Regions from separate parts of the Oryctolagus cuniculus genome. Here region 1 is linked to region 2. Evidence: chromatin contacts called from public Micro-C data. All regions are on one chromosome and are shown on one strand. Each heading gives the region's core, a stretch centred on a gene start, on an enhancer-like site or on the middle of the called end of the contact. The rest is flanking DNA. Distances are from core to core; before and after follow the strand shown. Region 1 holds the start of HECTD4 (HECT domain E3 ubiquitin protein ligase 4). Region 2 holds the start of NAA25 (N-alpha-acetyltransferase 25, NatB auxiliary subunit).

Region 1 (5,494 bases), core at 979-3,478, 260 kb before region 2:
CACCTGGCTCCTGGCTCCTGCCATCGGATCAGCGCGGTGCGCCGGCCGCAGCGGCCATTGGAGGGTGAACCAACGGCAAAGGAAGACCTTTCTCTCTGTCTCTCTCTCTCACTGTCCACTCTGCCTGTCAAAAAATAAAAAAAAAATAAAAACATTTATTTATTTATGAGGTAGAGTTACAGAAAGTGAGAGGGAATGACAGAGAGAAAAGTTTTCCACCAGCTGGTTCACTCTCCAAAGGGCTGCAGCGGCCGGAGCTGAGCTGATCCGAAGCCAGGAGCTTCTTCCCGGTTTCCCATGCGGGTGCAGGGACCCAAGGACTTGGGCCATCTTCTACTGCTTTCCCAGGCCTTAGCTGGATTGGAAGAGGAACAGCCGGGACTAGAACCGGTGCCCATATGGGATGCCGGCACTGCAGGAGAATTAACTTACTGTGCCACAGCACTGGCCCCTCCACTTGTCTTCTTAAAAAAGATTTATTTTGTGTTAGCCGTTGCAGTGCCATAGTAGGCTAAACCTCTGCCTGTGGCACCACTATCCCATATAGGCGCCCGTTCGTGTTCCAGCTGCTCCTCTTCCTATCCAGCTCCCTGCTAATGGCCTGGGAAAGCCGTAGAAGATGGCCCAAGTGCTTGGGCCCTGCACCCACCTGGGAGATGGGGAGGAAGCTCCTGGCTCCTGGCTTTGGATAGGCTCAGCTCCAGCCGTTGCAGCCATTTGGGGAGTGAACCAGTGGATGGAAGACCTGTCTCTCTGGCTCTCCCTCTCTGTCTGTAACTCTACCTCTCAAATACATTTTAAAAATCTTAAGATTTATTATTTTATTTGAAAGGCACAGTTTCAGAGGCAGGAGGAAGGAGAGGGGGAGGGGCGGGGCGGGGGCGGAGGAGGGAGAGAGAGGGAGAGAGAGGTCTTCTATCCACTGATTCACTCCCCAGGTTGAAGCCAGGAGCCTTGAATTCCATCCAGGTCTCCCACGCGGGTGCAGGGGCCCAAGCACTTGGGCCATCCTCTGCTGCTTTCCCAGGCCAGTAGTAGGGGCTGGACAGAAGTGGTGCAGCCAGGACTTAAACCGCCCATGTGGGATGCCGGCGCTGCAGGCTGCATTTGAACACCATCACCTATTTTTTTTAAAGGCTTATTTATTTGGGCCGGCGCCGCGGCTCACTAGGCTAATCCTCCACCTTGCGGCGCCGGCACACCGGGTTCTAGTCCTGGTCGGGGCGCCGGATTCTGTCCCGGTTGCCCCTCTTCCAGGCCAGCTCTCTGCTGTGGCCCGGGAGGGCAGTGGAGGATGGCCCAAGTGTTTGGGCCCTGCACCTGCATGGGAGACCAGGAGAAGCACCTGGCTCCTGCCTTCGGATCAGCGCGGTGCACCGGCCACGGGGGCCATTGGAAGGTGAACCAACGGCAAAGGAAGACCTTTCTCTCTCTCACTGTCCACTCTGCCTGTCAAAAAAAAAAAAAAAAAAAAAGGCTTATCTATTTGTTTGAGAGCCAGAATGACAGAGAAAGAGAGAAAGAGTCTCCCACGCACTGGTTCACTCCCCAAAGTCCCTCAGTAGCCATGCTGGGTCAGGCCGAAGCCAGGAGCCTGGGACTCCGACTGGGTCTCCGCGCTGGGGGCAGGCACCTGAGCCATCACCTCTGCCTCCCAGGGAATCGGCAGGAAGCTGGGGTCGGAGCAGGAGCCGGAAATAGCACCCAGGCCCCAGGACGCGGCTGTCTTAACCGCCTTTCCACCGATCCGCCAACGGCCTGGCGCTCGCCTCCATATTTCTCCAAGGCAGGGCTGCAGGTGGCCTTCCTCACCAGGTGTGGGGCGCACACTCTTGAGTGACGGGGCGGTGCGAGCACGACCCTACGCGCCCCGCGCGACGCGTGCACATCTAGGTAGCGAGGGGAGACGGGCAGGGCGGGGCCCGCCTCCGGGCCACCTCGAACGGCGAGACAGGGCCGAGCGAGGTCAGCGGGAGGGCAAGATGGAGTGCCTGCGCCGCCCGGGTCCCGCAGCCGGGTCTCCGGGTAGGCGGGGCCGGGCGGCGGGCGGGGCCTGTATTGTCCGCGGCGCGGAGCATGCCGGGAGCCCCGCCCCCAACATGGCGTCTCACTGACAGTTGGCTGCCGGGAGGCAGAGGCGGATCCTGCTCCTCAGGGCGGCGGCGGCGGCTAGCAGCAGCAGCAGCGGCGGCGGGGCCGGGGTCTCCCGGGCCGGGGGTGGGGATGGCGGCTCGGACCGCCTAGGGCGGAGCTGCACGGGCGCGGCGGCGAGCGGGGCGGCCGCTGCCATGGGTTGGTGAGCGCGGCGGCTGCGGCTGTCGTCTCCCCGGGCCGGGCATCTGCTCCTCAGTGTCCACCCCTCAGCCGGGGCCATGGGTTCGTCGGCGGCCGCGGCCGCCGCGGCCGCGGACTCGGCGCAGTGGCTCTCGGTGAAGGAGGAGACCATCTTCCTGCACGACGGGCTCATCCGGGTCACCGACCTGGCCGAGCTGCCCAGCGAGATCCTCGGGGCCCCGGAGGCCGCCGATACCGACCTGGAGGTGAGCGAGGCTGCGCCTGGCCCCTGCCCCGCACCCCGGCGGCGGGCCCGCTCCTCTCCGCCGCAGCCCACCGCGGAGCCCTCACCTCAGGGCCGCGCGGCAGGTGCGTGCGGGCACGCGGGGGCAGGTGCGGGCCGCGGCCGCAGGTCTGCAGCCCGCGCCGGCTCCCCGCCTCCCTCGGCGGGGCCAGGCGCCCGCCGGGGATTTCGTTTGCGGTTTCGTGTTGGACGTTCCGACACCAGCATTTCATTAGAGCATCGTTCGGCCAGGCCGTCGCTCCCGGGAGGGGCGCCGCCGGCTGCCGGGCCTCGCTCCCCTCCCCCACGGGCCCCCAGGCTGCCATCCAGGGCACACCCAGGTTGCCTAGCTTGGGGGACCCTTTATTTTCCCCGCGGGCTGCACACCCTGCGCCCCCGCCCCAGCCCCAGCCCCAGCTTAGACTGTGGCAGCTGCCGGTCGGCCGTGGGCAACCGGCAACTTGTCCGTGTCGCGCCTCGGATTGACAGGGGGCCTTTGTCAGGGAAGCGGGCGGTGTGGACCGCCGTGGGGAGGATGCTCCAGGGGCCTTCGGTGTGCATCCCGCGTCGGACCACGGGCGCTTTAGGCCGCAGGGCCTTGCTGTGTTCCCCCGGGGGTCTCGGAGAAGGGCCGGGCTTCGGAGCCGTGGCAGGTGCAGACGCGAATCTCAGCAGTGGTGCTGCCGGGTTTGGAGGCAGAAAGGAACCAGATTGGCTGGGCGGATGGGAACTTTGCGGCGACTTGGCCGGGGTCCGCGTCCGCCGGCGGCGTGGATGTGTCCCGGCTGGTGGGTGCTGCAGCCGCCCCTCCCCGCTCTGTGGGGTGACATTTGGATGTGTAGGTGGCACGGGGCGTCGTGAAATTCTCCATGTCGCGAGGAGAGCTGTCGAGGTGGGGCGCGGGGAAGATGGCCTGCCCTTGGGCTATCAACGGGATGCAAGGAATCTTTTGTGTTTTGCGGTTTGGCGTGCACTCTGGCTTCCAGCACAAGGAGCATTTATATTTATAGAAATGGGCTAGAACCCGTTACTGCGCGTTTCTGGACACGGATCGCGTGGGACTAGACATTTGGACGTGCTTGAGATGCGAATGCGTCCCACTGTATTTTTGTGTCTGGATTTGGGGTGGCTTCAGCACTTCCCGTTGTGGACTGTTGAACGGACTGATTTTACAATCTGGCCACCGAAAACCGGAAGATATAAGTTGCTAGGAAATTCCTAACGTGGATGCTAGTTTTATCACGCCACATCTGGGCCTGTGCTATAAAAAGCAAGGTGTGTCTGAGTTTCATCTGCCTGGAAACTGAACGGTGTGATGCCATGATGGTGGAATCTCTTGACTTAATTGGTTCTGAGGTGTGGGAAAGGTGGGAAGTGGATGCTCTTTGTTCCTTGGAGACTAAGTTCATGGAACCAACTATGTTTTTTTCTGTATGTAATTTATTTTTAGGATTAGAAAGGGTAGGGTTAGTTAAGATACCTGAGCTTGTTAAATGAATTGAGTAAATTTCCACGAAGAATGATTTCAAAAGAAATCTCTGACCTGGTAGAATTAAAATTTTTTCCTTTTTAAAATGGTTAGTCTAGGTGGGGGCTGGCACCGTGGCTCACTTGGCTAATCCTCCACCTGTGGCCCCGGCATCCCATATGGGCGCCGGGTTCTAGTCCCAGCTGCTCCTCTTCCAGTCCAGCTCTCTGCTGTGGCCCAGGAAGGCTGTGGAGGATGGCCCAAGTGCTTGGGCCCTGCACCCGCATGGGAGACCAGGAGGAAGCACCTGGCTCTTGGCTTTGGATCAGCGCAGCGCCGGCCGTAGCAGCCATTTGGGGGGTGAACCAACAGAAGGAAGACCTTTCTCTCTGTCTCTCTCTCTCACTGTCTAACTCTACCTGTCAAATAAGTAAAAAAAATAAAATAAATAAATAAAAAATAAATTAAAAAAAGGTTAGTCTGACCTCCAATTATGTGTGTATGACTGACAGTTGTAAAGGACTTTTTTCATTTTATCCCACCTATTATGCAGACTACATAGTATCAGAAGAAAGAGATAGCGAAGAAGGTTTTTGTAGCTATTGGATTTGTGTTTTTGTGAGTGTATTCGCTTGTAATTAACCATATTGACCAAATATATCCTGACACAGTGTCAGGCATTATCTTACTAAATTCTCAAAAGCCTTTAGGAGCTAAAGCTTGCTGTTGATATAACAACAGCAAATGCTGTACCCACTGAACAGATGAGGCCAACAGAGTCAGAGTGGGTGTGCAGCTCGCTCAACATCACATGGCTCTGCTGTCTGGATGTCGGCCCCGTTCTGTTCCTCTCAGACACACCAACTGCTAATCAGTACTTCCTGCCGCCATTCATGTGTGATAGTTATTCATTTGAAAGAGTTACAGAGAAAGGTAGAGACAGAAAGAGAGAGAGAGAGAGAGAGGTCTTCCACCCACTGGTTCATTCCCCAAATGGCTGCAATGGCTGAAACTGGGTCAATCCAAAGCCAGGAGCCAGGCACTTCTTCCAGGTCTCCCCTGCTAGTGCAGGGGCCCAAGCACTTGGGCCATCTTCCACTGCTTTCTCAGGCCATAGCAGGGAGCTGGATCAGAAGAGGAGCAGCTGGGGCTCGAACCGGCGCCCCCATGGGATGCCAGCACTGGAGGCTGGGGCCTTAAACTGCTGCGCCACAGCACTAGCCCCACATCTGTGATACTTATATTTGTAATTATCTAAAATTTCATAGCTAGCTACAGATGGAGTAATAAACAGATACCATTATTTCCTTTTTAATAACTGCTGCTTTCTCATATTCGAGGAAGATTAGAGGTTTATCAGTTTTTCCGAAGTTAACTTGGAAATGCTGCTACTCCTGTGGATCACTCGCTTCCTAGCCTCTCTCCACTTTGCCAACACTGGGGTGAATAGGCCGGCACCACGGCTCACT
Region 2 (5,452 bases), core at 2,470-4,969:
GTCTCTCACATGGGTTCAAGGACCCAAGTGCTTGGGCTATCTTCTGCTGGTTTACCAGGTGCATTAGCAGGGAGCTGGATAAGAAGTGGAGCAGCCAGGACTCAAACTGGCACTGAGATGGGATGCCAGTGCTGCAGGTGGTGGTTTTATCTGCTGCACCACAGTGCCGCCCCCTCCCCTCATTCGCTTATTTTAAATGATGCATTTTCTTTCTTTTTTTTTTTTTTGACAGGCAGAGTGGACAGTGAGAGAGAGAGACAGAGAGAGAAAGGTCTTCCTTTGCCGTTGGTTCACCCTCCAATGGCCGCCGCTGCAGCCGGCGCACCGCGCTGATCTGATGGCAGGAGCCAGGATCCAGGTGCTTTTCCTGGTCTCCCATGGGGTGCAGGGCCCAAGCACCTGGGCCATCCTCCACTGCACTCCCTGGCCATAGCAGAGAGCTGGCCTGGAAGAGGGGCAACCGGGACAGAATCCGGCGCCCCAACCGGGACTAGAACCCGGTGTGCCGGTGCTGCAAGGCAGAGGATTAGCCTATTGAGCCACGGCGCCGGCCCTAAATGATGCATTTTCAAGTAAGCCTTTGTATTGTGTTATAACCTTACAGAAGTTGGTAAGAGAGAAAGTTTCTCTATAGCTGTTTCCCTTAACATTATCTCCTTGCATCACCACGGTAACATTTGTCAAAGCGAAGAAACTAACACCTGCACGATGCCATTAGAGAACCGGGATTTCATTCAGACTTCACCTGTTCCTCCGCTGGTGTCCTCTTCCTGTCGCAGGGTCCAAACCAAGCCCTCCCATTACATTTAATCGTGATGTCTCTGTGTTTTCTCTGGTCTGGGACAATGACTCGTTTCCTTGTTTTTCTTGACCTTGGCAGTTTTGTAGATTGTCACTCAACTTGGGTTTGTTTGAGACTTCCCTTGTGATTACCCTTGGGTTATGGGTTCTGCAGAATAGCACAGAGGAGATGGCCCCTTCTCACGTGGGTTCTCACTGCCCAGGCTGACGCGCCTCACGTAGTCCAGGCAGTACTTACCGGGTAAGGTTTCTGTTTCCCTTTCTGTACTCAACACTTTGGACACTGGTCATCGATTCCAGCCCACATTCAAGGTTGTGGGGAGGAAGGTTAGGCTTATCCTTTGGAGAAGGGGGGCAAGATCTACAAGCATTGTTTGGAAGCCCAGAGGAAGCTTTGTCTCTTCTCCTCATTTCTTTCTTTAATCATTTATTTCCATCTGCATGGACTAACGTTTCTTTATTTTATCCCTAAGGTTATATTATAACCTTATTTATTCTGTTGCTCTTCTAGTTTTGGCCACTGGGAGCTCTTTTAGCTTGAGCTCTGTGTCCCTTTGGCTGGTCTCCCAATCCTTCCGAGCACTTTCTTACCTGCTAGCAACAAGGTGCTCCAGCCTCAGACCTGGTATACTCCATATTTCTGCTCTAGAGTTCACCATTTCGCTAAGCGGCTTTTTTCTTTTTTTTAACTGGAGCATGGTATTAGCAACCAAGGTCTGGGGGCCGGCACTGTGGATGGTTATGCAGCTGCTTGCAGTGCTGGCATCCCACATGAACACTGGTTTGAGTCCCAGCAGCTCCACTTCCCATCCAGCTCCCTGCTAATGCACCTGGGAAAGCAGCAGAAGTTGAAGCAAGTGCTTGGGCCCCTGCCGCTCTCAATGGTGACCTGCACGAAGCTCCTGGCTCCTGACTTCAGGCTGTCCATTATTTGGGAAGTGAACCAATGGAGGGAAGTTCTCTTTCTCTGACTCTCCACTTGTCACTCTGACTTTCAAATAAATATTTTTAAAAGATTTATTTTTATTATGTATTTGAAAGAGTTAGAGAGGGAGAGAAGAGAGAGGTCTTCCATCTGCTGGTTCACTTCCCAGATGGCCGTAACAGCTGGAGCTGTGCCAATCTGAAGCCAGAAGCCAGGAGCTTTCTCCGGGTCTCCCACGTAGGTGCAGGGGTCCAAGGACTTGGGCCATCTTCTACTGCTTCCCCAGGCCATAGCAGAGAGCTGGATTGCAAGAGGAGCAGCCGGGACTATAACTGGCACCCATATGGGATGCCGGCGCCTCAGGCGAGGGCGTTACCCTGCTGTGCCACAGCACAGGCCCCAGTAAATAAATCTTAAAAAAAAAAAAAAGCCAAAGCCAAGGTCTGGTTGTGGTGCAGTGGGCTGAGCCACCACCTGCAGTGCCAGCATCCCACATGAGCTCCTGTTTGAGTCTTGGTGCTCCACTTCTGATCCAGTACTCTGCTAACTCACCTGGGAAAAGCAAAAGATGGTCCAAGTACCTGGGCCCCTGCCATCCATTTGGGAGACCCGGATGAAGCTCCCTGCTTTGGCTCTGCTGTTGTCGGCTTCGGGGGAGTGAACCAGCGGATGGAAGATCTCTCTGTCACTGTGCCTTTCAAATAAATAAATAAATCTGTTTCTATTCTAAGGAAAAGAAAATGGAGATTACCGTAGTTTGTATTCCATCAGTTTGTCAGAATGAAGAGACGATGCATGTAAAAGAGATTAGCAGAGTTTGGACATAGTAGGTGGTTAGTAAATGCCCAGTATTAGTAGTTACTATTATCATTACAGGTTTTCTCTAGATATGTGTATATTTAAAATTTTAATATAGGGGCCAGCGCCGTGGCTCACTTGGTTAATCCTCCACCTGCAGCGCCAGCATCCCATATGGACACCGGGTTCTAGTCCCGGTTGCTCCTCTTCCAGTCCAGCTCTCTGCTGTGGCCTGAGAGTGCCGTGGAGGATGGCCCAAGTGCTTGGTCCCTGCACCCACATGCGAGACCAGGGAGAGGCACCTGGCTCCTGGCTTCGGATCGGCGCAGCTCCGGCAGTGGCGGCCATTTGGTGAGTGAACCAATAGGAGGACCTTTCTCTCTCTGTCTATAACTCTGTCAAATAAAAAAAAAATCAATAGCAATTGCTAACTTGCCCTTCTGCTGGGTTGTAAAGGGTTGAATCTAGAACCCTTAATTACTACTTCTCAAAGATTGAATTAGAATCTCTGTGGATAAAGCCGCAGGAAACTCATGTTTATTAAGTTTCCCGGGGTGGGGTGGGGTCTAAGAGTCTAATGTCCACTTGGAGAATCGCTTTCTTGGACATCAGGGCCCAGGAAGGGAAGAGGGGACACAGCAGAAGGGTCATCCCAGGGGACACTGGGGTTGGTCTGACACAATGCTCTGATTGTACTCGCAGAGACCTGGGCTAGCATCAGCCAACAGCGCAGTCCGAGGCGTGACACCTGCCGGGCCCCCTCTCACTTCCTGTGACTCTCCGACAACTGTCACTTTCTCAGGCTTTCTCTCACCACACTATTTCACTGTAGCTTTTCTCACCCTGTAACACACTGCGCCGAGTTATCCGTCCGTTCCTGCACAGCTCAAGCTCCAGGAAGGTTTGATCTCATTTCTCGGTGCGTCCTCCCTACCTGCCTGCAACAGTGCGCGCAGAAACCAGCCTTGGATGAACTCATTCACCCGTCAGAGGGTAGCTGACTGCACTATCTGCCCTCAGGCCCGTTATAAACATTGACAGAACCCACGGAGAGACCTGCGGCAGTGTCCAGGCACACACTGAATTATATTCACGTTGGGGGCTTCCCGGTCGGCCCGGCAGAGAGGTGGAAGGTTCTCGAACTTTCCAGCAGATTCTGCGGATCCCTCCTTCCCTGCCCCCCCCCCCCCCCCAGGAGTTCCCTGTTCCTCAACAGTTAAGCAAAGCCACGTTTGACTGGTTCTTCAGGACTGAGAATAAACAGGCCAAGCAGGGGCGGCGGAGCCCTACTTCTAACCGGGAGCTTCCTCCTTTCCGCTCCTCACGCCCCCGGAGGTGACCGGGAAGGGAACGCATTAGCCACAACCATCTCCGCTCGCCGCCTTCCCGCACCAGCAAAAAGACGGGAACCGCAGCCAAGCAAGCGGCGACCGACGGAGGGGTGGGGCCAGCTTCCCCTTCCGCGCAGGCGCATTCAGTCGCAACACCACGACTATCGCGATAGACGCGCGAGATCGACGCTGGCCCTTTAACTGCCCCTTCCCGGGGGCCTGCCCCGCGCGTGCGCACTGCGGTTCTGCGCTTGTCATCATGGCGACGCGGGGCCATGTGCAGGACCCTAACGACAGGCGCCTCCGGCCCATTTACGGTGAGTGCCTGGGGCCAGCCTGGTCGCCGGCCCGACGCTCCAAGGGCTTCTGAGGCCGGGGCGAAGGCCCAGGAGGGGTGCTGGAAGCCTGCGCGCGGGGCGGGCGGGCACCAGGGGCGGGCCGCGCGGGCCTCTAGGCCGCAGCCGCGGGCCTCGCGTAGGCGCCGGGCCGGACTTCCTGAGCCGTGAGATGGTAGCGGCGCGGCGGGGGCTACTGCTGGGCCACGGAGCCGGCCTGAGAGGCAGGCCCGGTAGGGCGCGGAATCTTGGCGCTGCCGGTCGGCCGCGTTGTGATGGCCGCTCCCAGAGAGAGACTGTAGAGATCTCGCAGGTGGAAGCCGACCCTGGCGCTGCGGGGGAGCCTAACCGTTCAAGACTTCTGTTATTTGTGGGGAACGGGTCTGGTCAGGGCTGCCTGACTGGAGGGGCTCGGATGCACACGGAGCAGCCGCGACCCAGAGACGGGAAGGGGCTGGCGCAAGGTCACCCAGACGGAGGCAGGAGCAGGCCGCAGGATTCCAGGCTCCCCATCCAGGGCTGGTTCGTGGGGAAGCAGCTGCCCGGGGCACACGTGGGAGGCTGGGGTGGGGGGAGGGGGTCACGAACCCAAAATAGCGGCGGGGAGACGGCGGTGAGCCCTGCCGGAGGGGCGGCCCGCTGCTGGGAGACGAGCTGAGCCAACCCCCTGCACCCGGCGCCTGTCTTCAACCCGCCGCCTGTCATTCTGCTACCCTGGCCGTGGAGAATTGCAGAGTTGACTACGGGAGAAATGCACTTTTTTTTTTTTCAGTAGCCGAAACTGGACAATGAAAAATGGCCCCTATTGCATTTCCCTTTCTTTCTAGTTGGTTGTGTGGTCTCGGTGAACGGTGAGAAGGCGTCTAGGTCAGTGGTTTTTGCAAAAAGTAGGCTTTGCGTCTGTAGTAGTGTGGATGTTCCTAAAGGGAGGCTTCTCCACAGGACTGAGGTGTGCGTGTGCGCGGTGGAATAGGTGGGTAGTTTTATGGTCAGGCTTTTTATTTCATCATTTTTTATTTGATAATTTGCATGATACTCTGACTTCTCGTCTGGTTCTGTGTGCAGCAGTCCTGTGAAACCAGTACTAACAGTCACTGCTGGAGTGTGTAGAGCCCTCCTGCCAGTCTGTCCTAACCTTTTATAGAGGTACCTCACTCACTCTTCCCACGTGTACCGCGCATCTGGTGAGAAGCTTACTGTTGCTGCTTGTGTTTGCAGCATTTCTCTCTCTCACACACACACACTGCCCCCCCCCCCCCCCC

The links. Hi-C and Micro-C count contacts between places; a contact is called where the count stands out from the background.
Region 1: a Micro-C map of ear pinna shows a contact between it and region 2, with 7 times the contacts expected there. The contact joins the promoter of HECTD4 here to the promoter of NAA25 in region 2. A contact is called at or near these places in 6 of 6 Hi-C or Micro-C datasets (ear pinna, embryonic fibroblasts, liver and 3 more).

Annotation. Positions count from the first base shown.
Region 1 is chr21:9,688,396-9,693,889 of mOryCun1.1, reverse strand. It overlaps HECTD4 (HECT domain E3 ubiquitin protein ligase 4), which reads left to right and starts at 2,228. Exons shown (of 75, transcript XM_070066218.1): 1 at 2,228-2,540. The coding sequence starts at 2,373.
Region 2 is chr21:9,431,944-9,437,395 of mOryCun1.1, reverse strand. NAA25 (N-alpha-acetyltransferase 25, NatB auxiliary subunit) reads left to right here and starts at 3,719. Exons shown (of 23, transcript XM_051826818.2): 1 at 3,719-4,172. The coding sequence starts at 4,115. TRAFD1 (TRAF-type zinc finger domain containing 1) reads right to left here and starts at 3,449. Exons shown (of 14, transcript XM_070066222.1): 1 at 3,367-3,449.